2 separate regions of the Columba livia genome follow, and region 2 is linked to region 1. Evidence: chromatin contacts called from public Hi-C data. All regions are on one chromosome and are shown on one strand. The core of a region is the stretch at or near the end of the contact, and the rest is flanking DNA. Distances in the headings are between cores, read along the strand shown. Region 1 overlaps DIP2A (disco interacting protein 2 homolog A). Region 2 holds the start of LSS (lanosterol synthase).

The links. Hi-C and Micro-C count contacts between places; a contact is called where the count stands out from the background.
Region 2: a Hi-C map of crop shows a contact between it and region 1, with 2.2 times the contacts expected there. The contact joins the promoter of LSS here to the enhancer-like site in region 1.

Annotation. Positions count from the first base shown.
Region 1 is chr7:36,440,990-36,443,511 of bColLiv1.pat.W.v2, forward strand. It overlaps DIP2A (disco interacting protein 2 homolog A), which reads left to right. Exons shown (of 39, transcript XM_065069390.1): 8 at 224-421; 9 at 1,979-2,070; 10 at 2,311-2,421. Among named protein-coding and RNA genes, the nearest start is that of S100B, 41 kb to the right of the region's middle. Within about 2 kb of position 1,267, at least 1 of the 3 cell types and tissues checked has an H3K27ac peak away from gene starts, as active enhancers do.
Region 2 is chr7:36,487,808-36,490,329 of bColLiv1.pat.W.v2, forward strand. LSS (lanosterol synthase) reads left to right here and starts at 1,261. Exons shown (of 23, transcript XM_065069397.1): 1 at 1,261-1,805; 2 at 1,885-2,068; 3 at 2,143-2,281; 4 at 2,367-2,475. The coding sequence starts at 1,315.

The sequences.
Region 1 (2,522 bases), core at 17-2,516:
TCTACTCCTGTGGCCAGGTGCTTTGAATAACGTGGAATCAGAGCTCCAAAGTGATGGCAATTATTTTTTCTGGAGCCAAGAGCTGATGAGCTTAGCATCATCAGAGAGCAGAGAAGTGGTGGTAGCTGTGGGGAAGAGGAAGGTGAGAACAGTTCGTAGAACAGCCTGTGGAGTGTAACTTGCACCTGTTGTAAGGATTGACATTTTCCATGTCTGGTTTCAGTGCAACAGCCTGACCCAAACCAACCAAAGCCCGAAGGAAACCAGGTGAACGTTCTCAAAGGGGAGCCCGTAGGTGTGGTGACCAACTGGCCGCCCTCTCTGCTGGCCGCGCTGCAGCGCTGGGGAACCACCCAGCCCAAAGCCCCATGTCTCACGGCGCTGGACACCACCGGCAAAGCTGTTTACACGCTCACCTACGGTAGGTGTTGGTGGTAACTGCCAGGTGTCCATTGTGCAATTGATTTGTTTTACTTAAGAGGGACTGACTGTGCTCAGGACAGATACTTTGAGATTGCTGTTTGAATGGTGATGGTGAATTCATTGTCTGTGGAAAAAAACATTTTAAAGAATATGGTATTGACTCCTTACAAGTGGCTATTTGTAAATTTCCAACAATTGTGTGGGTTTTTTCTTAAAGAGAACACTAAAAATAGCACAGTGTGAAATAACAGGAAGAAACAGACGACTAAACATGGCACTCCTCAGATTCCCAGAGCAGATATGAAATTTTAGCATGTTTTTGCATATCCTTACAGAGAAGATTTGTACTTTAGGAGCATAATAAAGATGTTATTGTGGGAAGAGTAACTTGCCTGTATCAATGAGCTAAAAATATTTTAGTAATTGCATTTTTTTGAAAGTAAGCGTCCTCCCCCGGGCAGTTAACTACAGCATTTCATTGGATAGTATGACAGAATGTTAAAGTTTCTTGTTTGCATTCTTACAGCTGAAGTATGTTACAGGAAATGTCACTGAGTAGCTGCATCGGTTTCATTACTTTGCAGTGGAGCTTTGAGAATTGTTTAGAATATCATGTTTAGTTTTACATTTGGAAAATAAAAAGGAAAAGAAAAACTAACAAGAAGCCGAGCTCTGAATTGTACTCGACCTCTCTGCCAAGTGCACTGAATGGCCAGACTGGCCAGTTGATGTACTTGAGTCCTGTGTAACACAGGGACAAAAATGTTGAATTGACAAGCTTGGGACTGACAAACACAAAATAACTGATGGCTGCTGCGTGGTCTTGAAGGATGTCAGTACATGATAAAGACCCTGTACTAGAAAGCGCAGTCCGGGATGCTGTTTGCCGCAGCATGCTGCTTTGGGGGAGTCTTGCTTTGATTTACCATTTAGAGTGGAAGATCTTTGCTGTTGCTCAATTTTTTATAAATAGTTTCTCTAGCAAAGCTCTTTTTTTTTTTTTTTTTTTTTTTTTGGACACTAAAATTTAAAAATTGATTTTTACATTGTGTCAAGTAGTTAGATTGTCTTTGTATTTAATAACTTGGAATATTTTGTTCTGAATTATTGAGAGCTGTGTAAATCACTACCAAGCCCTGAAATGGCATTTTAGAGCCAGATATTGTGGCATTTATTCCAGCCTTTGTTGATTTCAGTTAAGTTTATGTCCAGTTTAGGATTTTTCTTTTTAGGATCTTTCATTTCCAAGCAGCTTGCTTTCTCTAAGAGCCTCCTTAAGTGCCTTTTGGAAATGCAGTGAGGTTGTATCAACCAGATTAGAGCGTGTGTGTGGACACTCGCACTGAAACACCAGAGGACTCGGTAGGTTTGTGAGGTGGGGTTGTGCTCACAACAGCAGCGTCCGCTTTTGCACACTCACTGGCTCCTGTGCCTTTTCACCCTGTTCTAACGCTACTGACTTGCCCAATGCATGTATCAGGCACTGAGATTTGAAATTAAATGTTAAAATTGTAGTGTCTGTTTGAAATGTCTGTATTGTCTGTTTTTTCTTCAGGCAAGCTGTGGAGTCGAAGCTTGAAGTTAGCGTATACCCTGCTGAACAGGCTAACCACTAAGAATGAACCCATGCTGAAACCTGGAGACAGGGTAGGCTTCTGTTTTAAATGGTCTCTAGGGATATAATAAGACAGTGAGGACCAGCTTTAGCTAAAGAAAACCTTGTTATACTGTGACTTATTATATTATCACAACATTTAGTGTTTCTGTTCCTAGTTTAAATACAAACCTGAACGTTGTTGGGAAGATTTATTTTCCACAAATTAAAAAGCAGCCCTCCCTTCCACAATGACAGCAAAAAACATTTGTTATTTTAATGTGTTTTTATAGGTAGCTCTCGTATTTCCTAATAGTGATCCGGTTATGTTTATGGTGGCATTTTATGGATGTCTCCTGGCAGAACTTATTCCCGTTCCAATAGAAGTTCCGCTAACAAGAAAGGTAGGCAAATCTATTCAGCAATTTTATGGCTTGATAAATAAAGGGAGCGGGGGGGTGGTCTAAATCCTCTAGTCCTTACATGGGACCCCTCAAAGCCTGCA
Region 2 (2,522 bases), core at 11-2,510, 47 kb after region 1:
CTTTTGCGAGCTCGATGGCATCCCTTTCTCAGGGGAACACTTTCAGCTTCTACTGTCTCCACAAGCAGCACGCTCACCCACAACAGGCGCAGAGCCTTACCCTGTCAACTGTGGTCTAAACCTCAGACCTATTAAAATGAGTAAAAAAATAGTGCCCAAGTATCAGGAGTTTGGCAATTATTAAAAACAAAACTTCCATCACTAAAATGGAATTTCTAAGGCAGACAGGTTGTATAGAGACTCATCTCAGGCAGATTCATTGTGACTTAGTTTTTTTCTTAAATCTAAATTAAACAACAGGCTATTAAGCCCCAAATACAACACCCACACCAGTGAACCTCTCGAGTTCCCTTTGTCCATTTAAGCTGCAAGAGGAGCAACACAGCTCTCCCTAGTGAGGACCAGTGGTATGAGGCACAAGTGAGATGTCATCCTCATGCCGTGACAGCCCCGGGGAGGACTCCCACACCATTAGCTCTTCAGACAAAATTCTGCTGTTACTGAACACGGCCAGGGCTGGACTGTGTGTCACCTAAGCCTGGTAATTCTATAATTCCCAAATCAAATTACTGTATCCTCTGCAAATAATCCCTGGGGTTATGCTGGGCATGAGTGAAGAGCTATTTACCAGCAGAGGAACGTTTTAAATTTAACTTGTAGTGTGTGAATATAGTAAGTGTTAATTCACAGGTATGTTTGTGCCATGGGGTGCTCATGGCTGCCACATTTGGGAGCAGCTCTTTTATCCCTTTTATCCCTGGGTCCCCTGGCAGTGCACAGCCATGGAGGTGGTCCCTGCCTCCAGGGCCTTAGAGTTAAGGTTTAGTTTTGATCACAAGTATTTATGGCCATGACTTTGGGCTTTTGTACTGAGCTTTCCACTGGCGTAGCTTGATCCGCTGTCCCCTTTGCCATAGGAGGGAAGCTGGGTTGTTCTGAAAGGTGACAGGGAGAAATTTATCTACCGCATTTAAACAAGTACATATTGAATTCCCACCCAGCCCTTCCAACACACAACAGCAGCAAGTAAAGCATCTCTGGCTCCTGTGCTTCCTTCCCAGAGCAGGTTTTATGTGTTATAAGCACAGTGCATTGCCTTGGAGGGACAGGGATGGTAAAAAGATGATGTCTGCAGATGTGGAAAGGAAAGGAAAGAAAGGGAAAGGAAAAGGGAAAGGAAAAGGGAAAGGAAAAGGGAAAGGAAAAGGGAAAGGAAAAGGGAAAGGGAAGGAAAAGGGAAAGGGAAAAGAGGAAGGGAAAGGGAGGAGGAAAGGAAAGGTGAATGTGCACTTTAAGTCCGTGGGCAGCTCCAGAATGCAGCTGCAGGGTTCCAGCCCGTGTCGGGAGGGTTTGCCAGCCGGGCATCTTTCTGTCCCACAAAATCCCATTCGCAGCCCAGCTCAGGTCTGCTCGCTTCTGCCAGTGGTGCAGACCCCGGTGTCCGTCTGTCCCCGAGGGGCTCCCTGGCTCGTCCCGCCGCCCCCCAGACAAGAGGCTGGTGTCGCTGCGACTGGCCGGGTGACAACCCTGCGAGAACCCCTGTATAACCCAGGACGGGCACTGTCCTCCGGAGCAGCCCGGGTGGTGGCCGAGGCGGGGCCGCTCCGCCCGGGGCCCGTCCCCTCACCCGCTACCGGCACCGGCCCGGGGAGGCGGAGCGGGGGCGGGGCTGCCGGCCCCATTGGCTGCCGCCCGTGGGGCGATGTCGGCCCAGGGCGGCGCGGCTGCGGCTCCGGTCCTTGTCCCGGTCCCCGTCCCGGTCCCAGCCCGGCGGTGATGGAGACGGCGACGGCGGCGAACGGCGGGTGAGTTCGGGCGCGGCGTTCGGGACCGGCGGGGCGGAGCGGGGTGGCGGCCGCTGCTAACGGTGCCCGTGTGCTGCAGGCCGGTGCGGCGGCGCGGCGGCCCGTGGCGTTCGGCGGCGGCCACGGCGCTGCCCGACTGGCGGCTGCGCTGCGAGGGCGGCCGGCAGCGCTGGCGCTACCTCGGCGACGGGGACGATGGCGAGGCGGGCGGCGAGCGGCGGGCGCAGACGGCGCTGGAGCAGCACAGCCTCGGGCTGGACACGGTGCGGGCCGGGCAGGGAACGGGCGGCGGGGCCGCGCCGAGGGGCGCCCCGGCTGAGGCGCTGTCTCCCCGCAGGGCGAGACGCTGCGGCCCTCGGCGGCGGCCGGCACGGCCCGGGAGGCTGCCCGCAAGGGAATGCGGTTCTACGCCGCCTTGCAGGCTGAGGACGGGCACTGGGCAGGTGACTACGGCGGGCCGCTCTTCCTCCTGCCAGGTAGGTCTTTGTGGGTGCCCTCCCCGAGAGGGGTGAGTGCGTTGCGTTCGGCTTCCTACAAGAGCCGGCATGTCTGATCTTCCAGGTCTCCTCATCACATGCCACACTGCCAAGATCCAGCTGCCCGAGGGGGTTCGGAAAGAGATGGTGCGCTACCTGCGCTCTGTGCAGCTCCCGGATGGAGGCTGGGGCTTGTGAGTAGCAAAGATGCCGCTTTTAGTGATGGTACCTCTAAGGCCCA